2 separate regions of the Ovis aries genome follow, and region 2 is linked to region 1. The links are chromatin contacts, called in public Hi-C maps. All regions are on one chromosome and are shown on one strand. The core of a region is the stretch at or near the end of the contact, and the rest is flanking DNA. Distances in the headings are between cores, read along the strand shown. Region 1 has its middle 26 kb from the start of TRNAG-CCC. Region 2 overlaps CMTM7 (CKLF like MARVEL transmembrane domain containing 7).

Region 1 (2,700 bases), core at 145-2,644:
GAAATGAAAAAGGTGGGATGAGGGTGGGATGAATTGGGTGATTGAGATTGCCATATTAATATATATACTATTGATAATACGCATAAAATAGATAACTCGTGAGCACCTAGTGCACAGCACAGGGAACTCTACTCAGTGCTCTGTGGGGACCTAAACGGGAAGGAAATCCAGAAATGAGGGGGTATATGTGTAGCTGATTCACTCGGCTGTACAGCGAAAACTAACACAACACTAGAAAGCAGCTATACCGCAAAAAAAAAAAAAATAATTTAAAACACAAGTGGAATCATGCTGGATGATGGAAATTTGACACTAAAATATGATAAGAACGCATTTAAATTACCACCCTTTTCTTTAAGGAAAAAAAGAATTCATTTTAATCTGCTGCCATTTAATAACAGAACACACTAGAACTTCAATTACGTTCTTAAGTTCAATTAAGGTGGAATTATAAATAATGTTGTGTTTTAAGGTCAGTCAAGGAGAAGGCAATTGCAACCCACTCCAGTACTCTTGCCTGGAAAATCCCATGGACAGAGGAGCCTGGTGGGCTGTAGTCCATGGGGTCGCTGTGAGTCGGGCACGACTGAGTGACTTCACTTTCACTTTTCTGCACTGGAGAAGGAAATGGTAATCCACTCCAGTGTTCTTGCCTGGAGAATCCCAGGGACGGGGGAGCCTGGTGGGCTGCCGTCTATGGGGTCGCACAGAGTCGGTCACGACTGAAGCGACTTAGCAGCAGCAGCAGCAAGGTGGGTGGGAATGGCAACCCACTCCAGTGTTCTTGCCTGGAGAATCCCAGGGATGGCGGAGCCTGGTGGGCTGCTGTCTATGGGGTTGCGCAGGGTTGGACACGACTGAAGTGACTTAGCAGCAGCAAGGTGGGTGGATGAGGGAAAGAATCAAGAGGGGGAGAAAAAGAGACCTGGTATAGTATGTGAGAATGAGAGACAGACAGATCTAGAAGCAGGCAGAAGGATCAAATGTGATCAGTTCATGGACACTGCTTCATATTCTCTCTCTGCCTCTCTCTCTCTCACACACACACACTCCAGGCTGCTGTCTCAGAAGGTTTTCTAGCAGAAACCAACAAAGAAAATGGCTATCTGAACCGCCAAGAGCATAGGCCCTCCTGCAGGTAGGAGCAAGTGAAAGGATGTTCACATCAAATCCCTGTCAGAAGAGCAGGGTCAGGACTTTGCAAAGGACCTCAGAGCTGGCTCAGAAGTTGTGGGGGGCTGTGCACATGCCCCCTCCTCTGGGAGGCAGGGACTCGGGCTCAGGTTACTGAATTATTTATCAGAGCCGTAATTTACAACAAGCCAGTTTAAACACATTAGAAGGGCTGGGTAGGGGAGTAAGCAAGCACCGGCTGAAAGAAAAGAACAAGCTGTTATTTACAGAGGACTCAAGGACGCACACCCACAGGCGCATACTTGTCATGTGATCAGAGAAGCAGTATACCAGCAAATTAAGCAAACGTCTTCTGCAAAGATCAAAAACAGGAGTAATTGCCCACAGCCAGCCCCACTGTGAGCCGCTGAGCAAGCGATCCTGGCTTCTGTTGATGCAGAACTGGCTCTGCAGAAAGAGCTTTGAAATGTTGGGTCAGGGACTTCCCTGGTGGTCCAGCGGTTAAGATTCCAAGCTTCCACTGCAGGCAACATGAGTTCCATCCCTGGGGGGGCGGGGGGGGGGGCGGCGGGGGGGACTAGATCCTACATGCCACATGATGCAGCCAAAAGGCAAAAAAAAAAAAAAAAAAGAAAGAAAGAAATCTGGGTCAGGCAAGGTCTGTCCTCTCTCAAAAGCAGACTCATACTTTGAATTGCCCAGGTTTGGGAACTCCTGACTGCATGAAAACCCTCCAAGCAGTCTGTTTTAAGTAATAGGGAGCATCTCAGAGCTGTAATTAGCAAAGTGTCACCAACACAAGAGATTTAGCACTGGCTGCCTGAAAAATAAAGCAGGGTTCCTCGGTGCATATGAGAGAAGCAGGTCAAGTTAGCAGCTTAGCAACTCAGCCACCCCTGGAGAGAACCCGAGAAGCGATCCGACACCCGTGAGTGCCCTGCTGGGTGTATATTTCAGGGAGCTGGGGCCTTTGATTCTTGCATGGCCACACCTTCCAATAAGTCACAGCAGCCCAAGCTCTCAGGTGGCTGCAAATAATGTAAAGAAGGTTCAAAAGGACCTCCCACAGGCCTTGCCTTAGTCGCTCAGTTGTGTCCAACTCTTTGCAACCCCCATGGACTGTAGCCCCCCAGGCTCCTCTGTCCATGAGGATTCTCCCGGCAAGTGGGTTGCCATGCTCTCCTCCAGAGGATCTTCCAAACCCAGGGATCAAACCTAGGTCTCCCACACTGCAGGCAGATTTTTTACTGTCTGAGCCACCAGGGAAGCCCACCACCACCACCACACACCCACAGCCCCGAAACACACACCCCCCCACACACACATACACATTCTTTTTTTTTTTCTGTGCCTTTTTTTTTTTTTTTTTGGTTCGCTCCCTGACCGAGTCCCCTGCATTGGAAGTGAGGAATCTTAAGCACGGGACCAGCAGAGAAGTCATATATATACATTCTTTTTAAACATGTTCTTTTCTGAGAATTCCTTGGTGGACCAGTGGCTAAGCCTTTGCACTCCCAGTGCAGGGCCATGGGCTCGATCCCTGGTTGGGGAACTAAGATCCTGCAT
Region 2 (2,700 bases), core at 167-2,666, 200 kb before region 1:
TTTTTGTTCAAACGACTCGCTCGTTTGAGAATCTTGGCGGCTTTCTGCCTGCCCACTTCTTGCGGGGCCTGTGGGGGGTTGCCCCTGGCCTTTCATCGCTCCCTCCAGGCTATTTTCTTTCCTTGGAAGAGTCAGATGCTCCGAGCTCCAACCACTGGGCTCAGCAACCTTCACTACTGTCTTCCAAGGTGGCCCCTGAGTAAGGCAGTTAGTTGGTGCAGCGGCGGCCTATTTTTGACTTGTACTCACAGACCCAGATGGACTACCTACCTGGGCAGTGAAGCCAGTAGGAGGCTGCCGAATGGACCACTCTGTGTGATCGTTTGCAGGGTCCCATGGGAGACACTGTATAAAATCTGCCTCAGGACAGTCTGGGCGTCCCTGGTGGCTCAGACGGTAAAGAATCCGCCTGCAATGCGAGAGACCTGGGTTTCATGCCTGGGTTGGGAAGATCCCCCGGAGAAGGGCATGGCAACCAACTCCAGTATTCTTGCCTGAAGAATCCCATGGACAGAGGAGCCTGCCGTGGATAGAGGAGCCTGGCGGCCTACTATCCACGGGGTCGCAAGGAGTCGGTATGACTGAGCGGCTACACACAGGACAGTGTGTCTCAGGTAAGGAGGACAAATGTATCCACTGACTGCTGTGTCCAATTAGCCAGCATCACCCTACGGGCAGGAACTCTCCCGTAACTGCGGGCTGCACACCCATGGCAGGGTCCACAGGAAAGCTCTGGAGTGGCAGTCAAAAGCTGTCCGTGAAGCCTGCGGCCCAGCTCTGTGCTTGCGCTGGAGTGAAACTGGTCACAGCCTTTGCGCGGCAGACACGCGGTTCTTGGCTGGATTAAGAGAGGGCGCGAATAAGGGCTGAGAGGATGCTAAGTGTTGCCTGAAACAAGGTGGGGGCGGGGGGTGGTGTGTCTGTTACAGCAACATAGTGAAAGGATGACCTACGGCATGGAGTCCTTTTCGTTTAATTATAAAGAATTGCCGTACTCATCTGCACTTTTTAGGCAATACATCGAGCGAAACTAGAATTATGCGGTAAGAAAAGCAAAGGTGTGGTGAATGGAGATTTCGAAAGAAAGGAGAACCAGGAGCGGGGATGGGGTGGGAAGCGTGTAGTTACAGTTAAATGTGGTCAGAAGCCAGTGATCAGCGCGTGAGCATCACGAACTAGGGAATTATGATGCGTCTGAGTGCCTGAGGTTCCAATAAAACCTGCAAGTTGTGCTTCTGATCCTGAACCCTGGATTCGGATGTCTCGGCTCTCCGGGCCGGCGGCGGCGCTCCCCACGGCCACCAGAAGGCGGCGCTGCGGGCGCGGGGAGCCGAGCAGCCTCCGGCGGGGCCGGGTGCTTCTCCGCAGAAGGAAGCCGAGCCCGCGGGGAGCAGTGGCGGCGCCCAGAGGCGCGGCTCGGGCGGGGGACCCGGCTCCCGGGGGAGGGCTCCGCCCGAGCGGGCGCAGGAAGCAACTGACTTCCTGCGCCCCCGCCCCTCCCCGGCCTGCCCGAGGACCGCCGCTAGGAGTCGGGGGTGCTCTGCAAACCAGCTGCAGCCAGCCCACGCAAGTTTTGTTTGGCCTAAAAATCCAGATTTCTACTTCTCTCAGTCACGTGGGGCTTCTGGCGACCCCGGTGGCGCTTGCGGCCGCCCCTCCACGTGCATCCCCGGCCCGGCGTTTCTTTCTCCTTTTTTGTTTCGACCAGATCAATAGCTTTCTGGCTATTGACTATTTAATCCCTCTTCAGAACTGAATCCGGCGCAACACTTCATACTAGAGTTTCCTTTTTTGCACAACTCTATATAGAGTTAATCGTGTTCTCTTTTTCTTGGCAGTGAACCCCCAAGAAGCTACCAGTTGACTCAGTCTCCTTACAAGGTCCAGAGGCACCAGGTATGGTCACCGCGGCCTCCAGAGGAAGTTTCTCCCGGTGTTTGGCCCTCTCCAACCTGGACTGGTTGCCCTGTCCATTTGTCTGGTGTCTAGTGGGCAGCCTGGCAGCTCCCTTCAGCTCAAGGAGTGCTTTTTTTTTTTTTTAAAGCAGAGAAGTCCCCCTTGTCAGTCGAAACTACGCATGAAATCCCATTATATAAAACTGGAAATATGGCATCCATATAAATTATTCACTTACATTTATAACACTGACTTCTAATGCAGTCAGCCTATAAGAGGAGTGACCTTAACTACATGCCGTTTGGAGTAAGGTGCTAAATGGGGCTGTAGCCTCTTCTGCTCATTCATCTACCTGTTTTTGGTGGCTGGAGGTGGAGGAAGCCTGGCTCATCCAAGATATCCTGGAAGGTTCTCAGAAGTTCACCTCGCATTCCTGGTGCCTCCCTGGACCAGGCAAGGTGCAAGGCCAGCCTTCTCCTAGGGCTGTGTGAGGCGGGGTTCCCACTGTCAGTGTTTGCCATCAATAACAGAGTGTGCATCTTAAGATGTTAATATATATTTTGCACATAACATCAACATCTGGGGACTTCGTTGATGGTCCAGTGGTAAACATTCGGCCTTGCAATGTAGGGGACCAGGGTTCAATCCCTCGTTGAGGAACTAAGATCCCACATGCCTCGGGCAACTAAGCCTGTGTTCTGCAGCTACTGAGCCTTGATGCCGCAACTAGATAGATCGAGTGCGCAAGGAAAAGATCCGAGGGCCTCAACTAAGATCTGAATCAGCCAATTAATGAGTTAATTT

What was found. Hi-C and Micro-C count contacts between places; a contact is called where the count stands out from the background.
Region 2: a contact with region 1 is called in a Hi-C map of tail adipose tissue, with 3 times the contacts expected there. The contact joins two enhancer-like sites. A contact is called at or near these places in 4 of 16 Hi-C or Micro-C datasets (liver, mixed tissues, omental adipose tissue and 1 more).

Annotation. Positions count from the first base shown.
Region 1 is chr19:6,690,070-6,692,769 of ARS-UI_Ramb_v3.0, reverse strand. No RefSeq gene overlaps it. Among named protein-coding and RNA genes, the nearest start is that of TRNAG-CCC, 26 kb to the left of the region's middle. Within about 2 kb of position 1,394, at least 7 of the 54 cell types and tissues checked have an H3K27ac peak or open chromatin away from gene starts, as enhancers often do.
Region 2 is chr19:6,888,522-6,891,221 of ARS-UI_Ramb_v3.0, reverse strand. All of the region lies in intron 3 of CMTM7 (CKLF like MARVEL transmembrane domain containing 7), which reads right to left. Among named protein-coding and RNA genes, the nearest start is that of CMTM7, 49 kb to the right of the region's middle. Within about 2 kb of position 1,416, at least 11 of the 54 cell types and tissues checked have an H3K27ac peak or open chromatin away from gene starts, as enhancers often do.